5 separate regions of the Mus musculus genome follow, and regions 2, 3, 4 and 5 are each linked to region 1. A link is a contact called in public promoter capture Hi-C data. All regions are on one chromosome and are shown on one strand. Each heading gives the region's core, a stretch centred on a gene start, on an enhancer-like site or on the middle of the called end of the contact. The rest is flanking DNA. Distances are from core to core; before and after follow the strand shown. Region 1 holds the start of Znrf3 (zinc and ring finger 3). Region 2 holds the start of Zmiz2 (zinc finger, MIZ-type containing 2). Region 3 overlaps Nudcd3 (NudC domain containing 3). Region 4 holds the start of Nf2 (neurofibromin 2). Region 5 holds the start of Thoc5 (THO complex 5).

Region 1 (2,893 bases), core at 208-2,707:
CGGGAGGCAGAGGCAGGCAGATTTCTGAGTTAGAGGCCAGCCTGGTCTACAAAGTGAGATCTAGGACAGCCAGGGCTACACAGAGAAACCCTGTCTCGAAAAGACAAACAAACAAAAAAAAAACAAAACAAAACAAAAAAAAAGACTGGACTGTGCCTTAGTGGGTAAAGTCACAATCCTTGGAAATGACAGTGCTCCCGAGCAGTCAGTACTGATTAAGCTTGGCTTGGGGGAAACTAATGACTCTAGCTTTGTCAGTTACCTTCTGTGCCAAAGCTTTGGGTGGTCCAAACACAGTAACACAGTTCTGTGAATTTCTTTTCAATTGTATTTTCTATTCAACACATTGGCAAAACATTCCTTTTCAGTTTAAACTGTAACCTCGATGCGCTGATTACTCAAGGAAACACTCAATGACTTTTCTTTTTGTCTTAATATTTTGGGTGTGGTAGCAAGTAGAAGCAGATCACCCTAACCAAATATTTGCAAATATTTAAACAAAGCCATTCAGGTCAGGGAGGGAAGACGACTGAGGAAGTAGAAATTGAATGTGGCTTTTAAAGGAGGATTGTGAGTCTCATAGATTTGCTGAGAAAGGAAAAATCCTGTTCCAAAAAGGGGAAGAGAATTAAAAGTTTATCTTCTGGGTGACTGGGGACGTCTGGGTTCGGAGCACGTGTCTTTGGTATGTTTGGCAACCAGAAGTCTGTGCATTAAGCGTGTTGACTCTTCCGCCCTTCTGCACATGGTGAGATTTGAAGGGAGTGTTGGAGACGGTCTCCAGGGCTGCGGAAAGATGAACTCCATTAGAATCTAGATAACTTCTTCAAGTTCTCCGCCACCTGTCCTCACTCCTTTAGTTGAGGGTAACTGTCTATGTGACACCCACGTAAGAACTGGACGTGTCCCGGCGGGTTGCAAACTGCCACTGACCGCCCGGGGCCTTTCGCGGTCCCTGGAGGTGGTAGGGCGCGAGCACCGAGTGCGGGTGGCCAGCAGTGCCGGAGCTGCGGATGAAGCATCCTTGGACGGAAGGACGAGGCCTTTGACGCCCCAATGACTCTAATTGCGGCACCAAAGCAGGGTGCGCCGAGGGGGCGAAACCGCCCGGGAACAGGTTGAGGATCTTACTCTCCCCGTACTCCAGCAACTGCCAAGAGAAATGTCTGCCGCGGAGGGCGGAGTACAGACCAGGGGGCGTGGCTAAGAGGAAGGGGCGTGACCGAAAAAGACTACCTGGGCGGAGCAAGGGTGGAGGGGCGTGGCTAAGAACGGAGTCGGGGCGGGACTCAGTCGATTGGGCGGGGCGGGCGAGGCCTCTGGGCCCCGCCTCTCGCCGCAGGCGCGCCCGCCCCGCCTACCCGCTCCCCTCGGAGGTGGCCGCGGCCGAGCGCGGGGAGGGAGGGGAGAGCGGGTCACGACGCTGCGGGGGCGGGGATAACCCCTCACGTGGAGCAGATGAAAGGGCCGCGGCGCGACGGCCGGGGGAGCGGAGCAGAGCCTGCGACCCACAAAGCCGCCGCCGCCGCGATGGTGCTGTGAGGCGACCGCCCGCGCTCGGTCCTCCGCCGGCCCGCGACTATGCCCGGCCGCGCCCGCCCTCCGCGCCCTCCCGCCGCAGGACCATGAGGCCACGCTCGGGCGGGCGCCCAGGGGCCCCGGGCCGCCGCCGCCGCCGCCTCCGCCGCGGCCCCCGCGGTCGTCGCCTGCCGCCGCCGCCGCCGCTGCCGCTGCTTCTCGGGCTGCTGCTGGCGGCCGCGGGGCCCGGCGCGGCGCGGGCCAAGGAGACGGCGTTCGTGGAGGTGGTGCTGTTCGAGTCGAGCCCGAGCGGCGACTATACCACCCACACCACCGGCCTCACGGGCCGCTTCTCGCGGGCCGGGGCCATGCTCAGCGCCGAGGGCGAGATCGTGCAGGTAGCCACCCGGGCCCCGCGCTCCGCCGCCACAAGATGGCTCCGGGGGCTGCGCCCGCCGACCCCGCCGCGGGCTAGCGGGCGGGCGGGCGGGGGGGAGGCGCGGAGCCCGGCGGCATCCCTCCCAGGCGGGCGGGACGGGGCCTCCGGGGCACGGCGGCTGAGGCGAGCGCACGTGGGGGCTCGGCCTCCGGTGGGTGCACCGCGCCGGGGTGGGGGTGGGGACGCTGAGCTGGGCATGGGCGCCTGGGCGGCACTCTTGAGTTGGCGGGACGTTTTTCTCCCTCAGGTGAAAGTCCCGGGAACTACCTGTTGAATGCCAACTTTGCAAAGGCGAGACAAGTTGAAGGATGGAGCGACTTCTTAGAGGTCGCAGGCTTTGCTTTTCCATCCACGTTTGCTCCGTTTTCGGAGCGACCCAGTTGCCGGGGTGCACATCTTCAGGTTATTTTTGCTGAAATCTACTGGCAGCCTTACCTAGACACCAACCCTCTGGCAGGGCTCTGGACGGGCAGCAGCAGGAAGGGAGCAGGCGGAGCTGGCTGAGGAGTGGGAATTGGCAGAGCACTGTCGTGGCCGTGCCTCAGATTACAGGGGATGAGAAAGACCGCAGGCTCGCCCCTGGGTCAAGGACTAATACCGAAGAGGCCTGCAAACCCGAGCCAGGGTCTCTCACTGACAGGGCCTCCACCTTGCTCCAAATGAAAGAGGGCTGCGTCCCAAAGGAGGCTGGCTAGGGAGAGCTTTGAGCTGTCCCCAGTCTTTGAGGAGGGACTCTCAGTCGAAGCCTCAGCGGATGGATAGCTGCATAGATTTCCCGCTCCCTCGACGATGGTTTTTATCCACTACCATGTTCCAGGGCAGCGCACTTATGGTTGTTAGGCGCACCTCTGGTAGGAGTGATCTGATACGGTTGGCTCGTCTTTGAATCTTTTGGAACTTTAGAGGCCTATAGTTTGGATCTCCGGTGCTTTGCTC
Region 2 (2,893 bases), core at 215-2,714, 950 kb before region 1:
TATTTTTTTTAATTTTCTCTCCCCTCCCTCCACTCACTTCTTCCATTCTCAACAGAACTTCCACTGTAGCTACTAGAGACAGTAGGGGAGGAGCAGGCAACATCCAACCCTTCTGCAGGACTGACAGGCTGATGGTTTCAAGTCACTGGCTTACCCAGTAGTGAAGCTGGATCCCCCAGGGTAGCTCCCTCGGCCATACACGCCTTGCTGTACGTAGCTCTTGCTAGCACCTCCTTCAGCAAACGCCTGCTGTCCCAGGCACTGCGGGGAGGTCAAGGCAGAGCTGCCACCTGCCACACCAGGCATCATGGAACCACCAGGGGGGCTTCCTGCAGGGCCCATGGGGTTCCCTAAAACCTACAAGGAAGTGGGAGTCACCAGAGAGAACCAGCCAAACTACTGTCTTTAAGACACAGCCCTAAAGTGCTAGATGCCAAGAGATGCCCAGCAAATGGGGGAGGACCTGGGTGGCAGGAGTGGTTGTCTATAGTTCTGACTGGAAGGGTCTCTGGAGCCAGGGGAAGACATCCCATGGTAGTACAGAAGAAAGGCACCTAGTGACTTGAGACCCTCAGGAAGCCCCATCCTTGTGCTTCAGACAGTCCGCTTGGTCCCTGGTTCTTGGAGCCCTAAGATGGTAGAGGCACCACCAAGACTCTGGATCCTGAGGGCTGGGGGGTGGGGGTGGGAGTGGGGTGGCCCTGATACACACTCACCTGGCTCTGGGTTGCGTTGCCAACTCCCCACACAGTAGTGACCACAGACAGTGACCCAGCTGGCTGAGTGGCACTTTGTTGCCAAGGCACAGACTCATATGCAAATGAACCATCACTAAAAGAGAGCAGCTGGTTAAGGCAGGGTCAGAAGGCCAAGGGCTTGCTAGAGGCAGGCCACAGAAGCCCACACTCACCCGTGTGGTGCAGGGGGCAGGGCGGGTTTCATGGGGTTCATGGGGTTCATTGGTGATGGAGCAGCCTACAGGCCCAATGTGCTGGAGCTTATCCGGGAGTTGCTGCTCCGGCTGCGGGACAGGAGGGAGAAGGCAGGAGCTTAGATGCTCATGGTAGCACGGACAAAGCCAGGGTAGTAGCGTTGGCAAATGTCAGCCCAGAATGCAGTGCAAAGCAACTCTAACAAGGGCTCTGTCATCTTAAGCCATTGGATCAACCCTGGAAAGGGCTTTCTGATATCAAATACTTCCCACATTCCCTTTCCCATATAAATCATAGGAAGCCAGGAACCCTCAGCAGGCCCTGGAGAAGGTCAGAGGGGTAGCCCCCACCCTGCGGAGCCCAGAGACCTGAGAAGGAGCAGAGCTTGAGTGTTCTTTGAGGCAGATGCTGAAAAGTCAGGCAGCAGATGTACAACGGCAGTCCATCCACCAGGTTGGCCTTAGGGTGGCTGTACCGACACGGCTGACACAGGACACAGGCACTGACCCAGCCCCTGGTTGGCAGCTCTCTCCTATCAAGAGGGTGGCAGAAGGGCTTCAGGTCACAGGACCTTCAAGCTGATCCAGACGACTTGAGGGGAGCAGGCGTGTGTGTGTGTGTGTGTGTGTGTGTGTGTGTGTGTGTGTGCGCGCGCGCGCGTGCGTGCATGTATGCATGCATGTAGGTGCACACACACACACACATACACACACACCCCTGAGACAAATATGACCTTAAGTATATGGTCAAGTGGACATCTTGCCCCCCCCCAAAGACCCATCTGTGACACTTGTGAATTCCCAACATGGCAGTGACACACACAGCACAGCAGGTGTGGGGGGTAGTCACAAAGCCAGACCATGCTAACGCACATCTACAAGATGGGACCAACTGGGCTTCATTCTTAGAAAACCGTAGCAGTGGCTGGTGGACAGGGAGGCAACAGCAGGTAAGAGCAGCGACTGGTACAGAAGACTCCCACTCCTTGCCTTTCTCAGTGCCTCATCCACTCAGGTCCTAATATACCCTGGACCACATGCGTGCCTACCTCTGCTTGGTCTCACCAGAATGGCACACAAGCCATGTGTTGGGCACTTCTCAGGGACCTCTGGGAAGGCCTGGGTGCTCCTGTCTGAAACCCTCTCTTGGTAGGGGCTGTGTGATTGCCACACATACCTTTTGAACCATTATCAGATCTGGTGATTTCCATCTTCCACTCAGCACTCACAAGCCTCTTGTCTAGGGGAGAGAGGGGTATCGCAGCACCCACTCAGCTCTGGAACAAACATTTCTTTGTGCTTACCACTCAGGGCTCAGTACAGACCTGGAGGCTCTGCAGGGCAGGGCTACACACACAAAGCCCCAGAACGGATAAGAGAAAGAGAGAAAAGGGGACTGTGACTTGCCCTTGCCTGGGCAGCCTTAGGCTCCCAGAGATCCTTCTCACACCCAGCACCAGGCTACCAGGGAAGAGAAACCTCATCCACCTCATCCACAGGCTCTGTCCCCTGGCCCTCAGAGGCAACTACACTTGATTCTAGCCCAGGCCAGGTCCTGCCTAGGCAGCTGGAGACAGAATGTGCCAGACTGGCAGCAGAGGCTGGCATCTATGTTGCTCCTGCTGGATCCTGGCAGCTGACCTGGTGGGAAGAACTCCTCCCAAGATCTGACATGTGGGGTCTGGAACAACCATGTGGATGTCAGGAAATAGGAACAGGAATCAAGACAAAAGCACGACTTAATGGAAAAGAGAAGAGATGGGAAAATAGCCACACAAATACTCCCAGAGACACCAAAGCAATTCAGTGGAGGAAGGACATCTCTAACAAGTGGTACACGAGCAACTAGAGCCTACCAGTAAACAAAAAACTTCAGACACAAAATATGACGGGGGTGGGAGCATCTCTAGATGTAGCTTAATGGCAGAGCACTTGCCCTGTGTGCTTACACACGTCATGCTC
Region 3 (2,893 bases), core at 217-2,716, 740 kb before region 1:
TTGTAAACTTTCTATTTTGCATTATATTATGCCTTTCTATTTTGTTGAACAGTATAAGGAGAATTTCCAGCATTCTTTTTTGCACTTTTGAGTTCTTCTGCACACTGATGGGTATAACAGGCCTGGAGTGACTCTTGTCCTTGGACAAGGGTGGGTGCTGCGTAGCATGTGCTAAGAGGTAGAAATCTAGAGAGTAAGTGGAACACTAGGAGGCGAGGGGCGTTCACGTGTCACCTTAGATTCTGCACTCTGTGGAGCTTTCCTGCTGTTTCATCTTGCAGACAAACTCACCTTGAAATTGCTGCTTTAAAAGGAAGCTCAGACACCAGCCATGAGGGCCTGATTAAATCACACTAGGAAGACTTGGCTTTCTAGCAGGCGCTTGATAAGTTACTCTTGAGCTAGGAACCTGTTGTCTAGCCTCACTGGCTTTTCTGGTACTAGGATTGCAGGTATAATGTTGTTGGTGTTGGTTTTGCTTTTCATTTTTTTAAAAATTTGGCAGCTTATTTGTTTTTTGTTTTGTTTTTAAATATCACAGTGAGACTTAGCAGGCTTTGTTTTTAGGAAACAGTAGCTTGTGGTTTTTTGATATTGAAGCTGTATCAGAAGGGTCTTGGGGTGGAGGTAAAAGTAACCTGAAAAAAAAAATGTGTTCAGACACATACACGCGCGCGCACGCACACACGCATGTGTGTTGCGAGTGCAAGATTGCTTTTTTTCATAAAGCGTTTGTTAGGTAGAATTTGAAGTAGAAGTCACAGTGGGCATAAGAGTGCAGGACTCCCGACAGCCTCACTGTCTGGCCTTCTCCCCTGTCTTCTGTTATTTTGAAACGATCTGCCTCATAATATTTCATCTTAGTGTTTTCAGCAAGTGTTTAAACTTTGTTTCCTTCTGATGGTGTATGCTTTTTTTGAATCTGACTATAAAAACCCCGCAAACACCAACGGCTCAGAATTGACAGTTTCTTCTCCCTGTCCCGAAGGTAGTGTGCAAGGCCCTGGGTTAATTCCACAGAAGCGTTTTTAAAGAAGGAAGAGAGAGAGGGGGAGAGGGGGAGAGGGAGGGGAAGAGGGGGAGAGGGGGAGAGGGGGAGAGGGAGAGAGGGAGAGGAGAGGGAGAGGGAGAGGGAAAGAGAGAAGAGAAAGAAATCAGGCTGTTTGTTGGGCTTGCCACTGTGACTTTTACTGATTGTTAACTGTGAGCTGGTTCAGCATGTCCTCTGTCCTATTTCTTGTAAGTCACAGTTGGATTAAGGGTAACATTTTTAAAGTTACAAGGCTATGTAATGGAAATAAATTGTTCTTCCTGGAGACAATTTGTTCATAGTGTTTTTTGTAAAATTTATTCGTGTGTGCATATACTTTGCCTATAATACCCAGTACATGTGTATACACAGCACATCTGTGACTGTTGACTTTGCCACATCCCCTAAATGTGCTCTGATCGCTCAGGCTTGATAAACGGCTGGTACTGACTTGGTGCTTTCTGTTGCCAGGCACCCTCTCCTTAGCACACATGTGCGTTTTTATAGTCCTTAAAATGACCTGGGGTAGGACTGTTGCTCTCCTAGCTTGCAGTCCAGAGAAGTGGCTTGTGCTCGCGTTGCTGCTGAGGGTGTCATCTGGGCCTTTTCCCCCTGGAATGGCTGGCCCCAAGGTTCTGCACTACTGTTGAACTTACCCTCACTGGGGATGCAGAACGGAAATTGCTGGGCCCCTTCACTGTCTAATAGGTCTGGGTGTGGTTTGTATATCTTGTGAATTTTCAGAAGCTTTTCAGTGACTGACACGTAGTAGCCAGGGTTTTTCTTGACTGCTATAGAGTATTACACCCTATGGATTAGAGTCATTGGAGTCATTATCTAATGGGTCCCTGGGGTGGGGTGTATTTAAGCTGTTTACAGGATGCTGGTGTCACAGATGCTGCTGCAGCGAATATGCTTGTGTGTGTTTCTTGGAACATGTGTACGCGTATCAGTTGGGTGAATTCCCAGAACAGGAATTACTGAGTCAGAAGGGTTTTTAAATTTTGATGGCTGTTGCTGAATTGGCCCCCGAGAGTCTACCCATTTGCTCTCACTGCCAGTTTGCATGAGGGAACCTTATCCCCTTCCAGCCTCCAGGAGAGGCATAGGCTCAGGTCTGTGCTGCTCTTACCTGCTCTTTAAGTGCCATTTTCTGCTGACCTACCTTAGGGTTTCATTTGTTCTTGTGGATGGTTTTCTGTTACTTACAAACACGAAACTATATATTTCTTTTGTTTGGAAAAGATTCTGATGGATTTCTAACACATTTTAACACTTGGTAAGAGTCATGTTTAATCATTTTCCCTAGACTTTACTTTATAGGAATTAATTTTTCTATATGGAATTTGATTGAAAGTTTTACAGGGACCTTCAGTTCATGTTTTGGAACAGGACGGGCTGATAGCTTTATATATATTTTTTTCAACCTAAGAATAGAGCATGTCTTTAAGGTTTGTGTGGAATTTTAATGTGTTTTTTTCCAGTAGAGAAACTGGAAATGAGACTTGTATCTCTTCTTGGCTTCTAAGTCTTTTACTTAATTTTGTTTGGTTTTGTAGGTATATAGACTGTTTAGTATTTATTATGTTTAGTGATAAATTATATTTTATTACTATATAATGACTGTCTTTAGTAGTAAATTATATGTATTTTTTTGCACTTAGAATTTTAAATGTAAGTGTATTTTTCTCCCTGTCAAGCTTGTTGCCAGGCAACTGAAAGGATGGAGCTGACAATCACTAAAGCACAGGAAGGAAGGCTTCTGTGGGAGATGGGGGTGGGGGAGTTACCGCTTTATTGACTTAAGGAATTGAGACTGACTAGAGGTCTAGGTGGCATTTCAGAATGATCTGTGGACATGGG
Region 4 (2,893 bases), core at 241-2,740, 600 kb after region 1:
AACAAATAGACATACAAAGGTTGGAAAGGTGGTTTAGTGCCTAAGAGTAAATGTTGCTTTCGCAGAGGACCCAGGTTCAGTTTCCAACACCCATGCAGTAGCTAAGGACTGAATTACAGTTTCAGGGGCTTTGGAACCCTCTTTTGACATGTGTGCCAGGTATACATGCAATGCACATATGTGCTGTAAAACATTTATATACATAAGATAAAAAAAAAAAAACAAAACTGTGGTGCTTTGACTAAGAACGGTCCCATAAGCTTATATTTGAATGCTTGGTCACCAAGGAGTGGCCCTATTTGAAAGAATTAGAAGGCTTAGGAGGTGTGGTCTTGTGGAAGGAAGTCTATCATTAGGGGTGGTTTTTGAGGTTTCAAAAGCCCATGCCAAATGGTTGTCTTGCTTTCCAAGCCTGCAGATCAGGATATAGCCATCTCTCAGCTACTGCTCCAGTACCATGCATGCCACCATGCTCCCTACCATGCTGATAATGGACTAAACATCTGAAACTGTAAAGAAGAAAAAGTCCCCAATTAAATGTTTTCTTTGATACGAGTTGCTGTGGTCATGGTGTCTCTTCACAGCAGCAGTGCCTGGGGAATGTATCTTTAAAACAAGTAAAAACTCTACAAATCCCCAGAAAGTTGAAATTTTCCTAAGCATATTATACATTTGATGACGTTAAGCTACAAGTACTCCAAGTATGTAGCTTGGAAATTAAAACAAAACAAAACAAAAAAACCAAACAAAGGAACAGAGGGTAAAATGAAAATTCTTGCCGGGCAATAGTGGCGCACACCTTTAATCCTCAGCACTTGGGAGGCAGCAGCAGGCGAATTTCTGAGTTCGAGGCCAGCCTGGTCTACAGAGTGAGTTCCAGGACAGCCAAGGATACAGAGAGAAACCCTGTCTCGAAAAACTCAAAAAAAAAAAAAAAAAAAAAAAAATAAATAAAATTAGCTTTCTATATGTATTAAGCAAGTTTCAATTCCTCAACCACCTAGTAAGGTAAGGACTATCATGAATTCTGTGGTTATTCTAATTCTCTTAAAAAGAAGTTGAAGGATCTGGCAGGCAAGTCGGGGCAACTTAAGCGGCCTCACTTCGTGTTTTTAAAGTTTGAAAAATATTGAGTCAGCATATATAATTAAGTGTCAAAAAGGAATTTCGGCCGGATGTCCCAGATACGACTGAAGCTCTGGTAAGACGCTATAAATGGGATCTCTCACTGACTGCAACAGTACCTCGTGCGGTGCAGTCCCGGCCTCTACAGGTTTCCCGGGAAAGGCGCCGCCCGCTCCTTCTCAACCAGTCTTGCTAGAGTAGGAGTATACTTTAGGAACAAAAGCGCTCGGAGTGACCGCATCTACAGCCACTCAACGCCGAGAACAGACCGGCGGCCCTCGTTCAGTGCAACTTTCAATTGGTGGAGTAGGCCTCCAGGAGGCGGGACGAAGCGGAAGTCCCGCTTCCTTTGGCGTTCCTGCCAATCACAGTATCTTAGAGAAAAAAGTGTTAGGGTGAGTCGCTGAGTAGCGTAGTGGGAGTCCGGAGGGCGGGGCGGGGCGGGGATCCGGCAGGTCGCTGAGGTGGGGGTTGGTAGAGGACGCTTCCCGAGGGCGCGCGGAGCGGAGCTGGTGACAGACACGCACGCGCGTGTGCGCTCCCAACTACTGCGCGGCCCCGCGACCCTCGGGGGTCGCTGAGAGGCCCGGCGTCGGCGCCGCAGCCGTCTAGGATTTCTGTCCAAAGGCGTCCCTGGCGTCCCCAGCCCGAAGCTCCAAGCTCGGGGCTGCGCGTGCTTTTGCCGGCATCTCCCCCCGACCCCCCCGTCGTCAGAGACTGTCCCTTAACTCATCTTTCCGCACCCACAGCCGGGTCCTCGCGGCCCATGCTGGCCGCTGGGGACCCAGGCAGCCTAGGTCTGTCTCGGGCCGGCCAGCCGGCCACCATGGTGGCCCTGAGGCCTGTGCAGCTACTCCAGGGGGGCTAAGAGACCCAGAACGCGGGCCTAGGGGTGAGGGGATCCAAGGCCGGTACCTCGCGCCATGGCCGGAGCCATCGCTTCTCGCATGAGCTTCAGCTCACTCAAGAGGAAGCAGCCCAAGACATTCACGGTGCGGATCGTCACCATGGACGCCGAGATGGAGTTCAACTGCGAGGTAACCGGCCGCCGACCCCGACGGGCTGTGAGTGGAGAGCCGCGGAATCTCTGCCTGTCTGGTGGCAGCGACGCGGGTCCCTACCCATGGGGTGCCCTCGCTGTGGTGACAGTCGAAGTGCAAGCTTAAGGGATTCCGTATATATCATTATCTGGAACCGGAAGAGGCTTTCTAGGGCCAGATCACAAGTTAAAGCTAGTTGTTTGTTTGCTTGTTTGTTAAAGTGGGGTTCTTGGTTTTGGCATTTCCCGAAGGTTATTTTCATTCATTTGTTATTGGGAAACACTGGAATCTTCCGTAGAAACGAACCGGTGTGCAGTGTGTAGAACTCGCGCCTAAAACTCCAGGGAGTTTTTCGCTAGGTATTAACTGTGTACCCTAGGTCTTAAAAGTTACATCTAGTTATATTGGAAGCTCGTACTTTTCCCTGTTCCAAAATTTTCAGTTTCTGGAAAAAACTCTTTGAGGAAAGAGTGTCTTACATTTACTCTTTATAGTTTCTAACATGATGATAATAGCTATCATTTTGTTGAAGAGTGTGTATGTGAGTGAGTGTGTGTGTGTGTGTGTGTGTGTGTGTTTGTGTTTTCAGGGCCTTGTGTATGCTAGGCATGCACCCCATCACTGGGTTGTATCCACAACCCTGAACACTTGCTAAGTGTCAGACATTTACACATTTGACTCTCAAAAAACAAACAAACAAAAAAGCAAAGCAACAACAAAAAAGCCAG
Region 5 (2,893 bases), core at 104-2,603, 550 kb after region 1:
CTACAAGATCTAACACCTCACACGGACACGCACGCAGGCAAAACACCGATGTACATAAAATAAAAATAATTTAAAAAGAAATGGATTCTCTCTCAGAATCTTAGACAAGGAAACCAAGACAGAATTTATTAATAAATGTTTTCATCATACTATGTATACTATGCAGTTATATCAATATCATAAGACAAGTGGAAGCCATTTCCTATTTATGGCATGCAGACCAGACCCAAGTTTTCTTCTACCAAAGTAACTATAGGTTTAAAAAGTGACTGTGAAGTTGGGAATATTACTCAGCTGGTAGAGTGCTGGCCTAGCATACTCAAACGCCTGTGTTTGATCTCCTGGACTGCATAAAACTGTGTGGCGGGACATGCCTGCAATGAGAACAGGTCAGACTGAGAGCTGGCTGACGAGATGTTCCAGATCAGCTTTTGCTATATAATGTGTTCAAAAGTCAGTTTGGGCTACATAATAAAATCTCGTCTCCAAGAAAAAAGGGGGGAGGGGCGGATGGGCTGTGAGACAGGATAGTGGTAAATATCAGGAATCACAGAGCTTGAGTGACTGAGGCAGAGGGATCTTTACCAATGTGAAGCCAACCTGGACTACAGAAGCTGCCAGACAGACAGGACTATAGTGACTGCATTTAAAATCTTCATTAAAACGGAGCAGGTGGCACCTCTTCTTACTGCCCGAGCCCTTTGCAGTATAACTTAAGAAAAAAAATTCTTGTTTTCCTTTTCTTAGAAATTAAGATAAGCAAAATATTTAATGAAGCAAATACACTAAGTCCAGCCAGCTAGCTAGGAAATAGAGCGGACAACATAAAGAAAAGCCAAGCCAAGCTTCTTTGCCCTTGTAACGTCCGCACTTCGCGCTCTCAGCCTTTCTGCTCCAGCAATAAAAGCTCTTTTCTGCGACTCCTTGGAGTCTGGTGCGGCGCGACGATGGTAACGCCTCTCTCAGAGGACCGCAGGAGGCTGCCGGTGACAGGTAAACGAGTGGCGGACTCATCTGACAAAACCCACAAGGGTGGCACGGAAAACCCGGGAAAGCCAACCGCCACCCAGGAGCGTTTGCCACACGCCCAAGAGGACCATCGACGAGGGTCACCACCAGCAGCAGCACTCTCGGGAGACTACAATGGGGACAGAGGATGCTGCTCCGGTTAGTTCCTAGAAAACCGCCACGAGCCTGGGGGACCCCGACAGGTGAGGACCCCAGCCCGCGGACACGCTCCGTGCCGTCTGCACATCAAGCCCGGATCGCCCAGCGAGGACCTGCAGCCCCAGCCAGCAGCCCTCTACCCTCGCTCACCAGAATGCTCCTCACGCCTTCCAGCCGGGTAGCCACTTCCGGCTCGCGACCATAGAGAAGCGGAAGAAGAGAGCCACAGGCCGGAAGTGAGACACGAAGGCCAGATGCAGCTTGGGAAGCAAGGAAGGGGCGAGTCTAGTTCTATTAAGTTGGGAAACTGGGGCGATAATGTCCAAGTCTGTGCTTCGTGCCCCTTCACCGGAGTGTGAATTAGTGGGCCCTCCGCCGACTCACTCGAGTGAGTTTGTGGTATCTCAAGAAAGCACAAGTGTCGCTGTGCTATCATTTGAACAGGAGTGGATTTTGTCTTCTGACTTTGTTCAGGGCCTCACTACATAGCACACTTGCGGGTCTTGAACGCTATATAGATCAGGCTGGTCACTACGATCCGCCTGCATTGGACTCGCTGGACTTAGGCAGGTGTCACCATGCCTGACTCTTCTTTAAATTTTTGTTTTGTTTTTTTTAGATTTATTTATTTATTATATGTAAGTACATTGTAGCTGTCTTCAGACACTCCAGAAGAGGGAGTCAGATCTCTTTACGGATGGTTGTGAGCCACCATGTGGTTGCTGGGATTTGAACTCTGGACCTTCAGAAGAGCAGTCGGGTGCTCTTACCCACTGAGCCATCTCACCAGCCCTTGTTTTTGTTTTTTGAGACAGGGTTTCTCCGTATAGCCCTGGCTGTCCTGGAACTCACTTTGTAGACCAGGCTGGCCTCCAACTCAGAAATCTGCCTGCCTCTGCCTCCCAAGTGATGGGATTAAAGGCGTGTGCCACCACCGCCCCCCCCCCCCACTCTAACTTCTTGATACTATCGGAGTCACTACACCCAGAAAGGAACTGAGGCAGGGGCATAATCCTATATTACACCTGCTTCCTGCTTCACTGTTTTGTTTTGTTTTGATTTTTTATTTTCCCCCAAGACTCTAGTGCAGTACCTGTAAGCTTCAGATGTTTCCTATGCCTGGCATTTCTGGAGTAAATTCTGGTTGTCTGCAAACATGAACATTGAATACCTTGTGGCGCCGAAACAGCTCCTTTTCTTGCTCTGGGACGAAGATGAAGACGGTCTCCCTAAGAGATCAAAGCCAGTGTAACCCTCAGCCAACTGGAAGCTGCCCTGCCTTAGACAACTACTGAGATTCCTTGTAGATGAAGACAACACCACAACGTACAGTAAATATTTAATTTGGTTCCATCAACATTCTCCTGGATGGTAGCACAACCATGCTAAGCAGGGGTTCATGAGGTACCGGGGTCATTGAAGAGACCCCAGAATCACAACCTACTCCACAGACCTAGTGTTTCTGCAAAATGAGGGTTTGGGGGACAATGTCAAGAAGGGAAAGAAAGAATTTGATGGAACTATAGGTCTCAGCCTGTGTTTTTGCCTGTAGGAAGGAAGAAGTACAGAAGAGCTGAAGCACAAATTCAAGTTTTAACCACATTATGTAGGAAAACATGGATACGCCTCTCCATCTGTCTAGGAACAGGGTGCTCCCTTAAGATCCTCTGTCACCTCTGTCCTGTCTTCCCAATTCTGTATTTTAAATTCTGAATCCTATGTGCCC

The links. Promoter capture Hi-C pulls out the DNA fragments that hold promoters and counts their contacts.
Region 2: a contact with region 1 is called in a promoter capture Hi-C map of pre-B cells, with 2.1 times the contacts expected there. The contact joins the promoter of Zmiz2 here to the promoter of Znrf3 in region 1. A contact is called at or near these places in 2 of 39 promoter capture datasets (cranial neural crest and pre-B cells).
Region 3: a promoter capture Hi-C map of pre-B cells shows a contact between it and region 1, with 3 times the contacts expected there. The contact joins the enhancer-like site here to the promoter of Znrf3 in region 1. A contact is called at or near these places in 2 of 39 promoter capture datasets (neutrophils and pre-B cells) and 2 of 115 datasets of contacts at active chromatin or transcription factors (astrocytes and large pre-B cells).
Region 4: a promoter capture Hi-C map of pre-B cells shows a contact between it and region 1, with 3 times the contacts expected there. The contact joins the promoter of Nf2 here to the promoter of Znrf3 in region 1. A contact is called at or near these places in 2 of 39 promoter capture datasets (liver and pre-B cells).
Region 5: a promoter capture Hi-C map of pre-B cells shows a contact between it and region 1, with 3 times the contacts expected there. The contact joins the promoter of Thoc5 here to the promoter of Znrf3 in region 1. A contact is called at or near these places in 2 of 39 promoter capture datasets (the C10 cell line and pre-B cells), 2 of 115 datasets of contacts at active chromatin or transcription factors (memory CD8 T cells and pancreatic cancer cells) and 1 of 9 other capture datasets (adipose tissue).

Annotation. Positions count from the first base shown.
Region 1 is chr11:5,443,411-5,446,303 of GRCm38.p6, reverse strand. It overlaps Znrf3 (zinc and ring finger 3), which reads left to right and starts at 1,457. Exons shown (of 9, transcript NM_001080924.2): 1 at 1,457-1,916. The coding sequence starts at 1,626.
Region 2 is chr11:6,393,696-6,396,588 of GRCm38.p6, reverse strand. It overlaps Zmiz2 (zinc finger, MIZ-type containing 2), which reads right to left and starts at 1,464. Exons shown (of 19, transcript NM_028601.3): 1 at 1,301-1,464; 2 at 911-1,021; 3 at 717-831; 4 at 155-357. The coding sequence starts at 960.
Region 3 is chr11:6,183,359-6,186,251 of GRCm38.p6, reverse strand. All of the region lies in intron 2 of Nudcd3 (NudC domain containing 3), which reads left to right. Among named protein-coding and RNA genes, the nearest start is that of Nudcd3, 16 kb to the left of the region's middle. Within about 2 kb of position 1,466, at least 95 of the 459 cell types and tissues checked have an H3K27ac peak or open chromatin away from gene starts, as enhancers often do. A contact at or near this core is called in pre-B cells, where this site is marked.
Region 4 is chr11:4,848,141-4,851,033 of GRCm38.p6, reverse strand. Nf2 (neurofibromin 2) reads left to right here and starts at 1,490. Exons shown (of 17, transcript NM_001252250.1): 1 at 1,490-2,162. The coding sequence starts at 2,049.
Region 5 is chr11:4,893,803-4,896,695 of GRCm38.p6, reverse strand. Thoc5 (THO complex 5) reads right to left here and starts at 1,353. Exons shown (of 20, transcript NM_172438.3): 1 at 1,318-1,353. Nipsnap1 (nipsnap homolog 1) reads right to left here. Exons shown (of 10, transcript NM_008698.3): 10 at 2,495-2,893.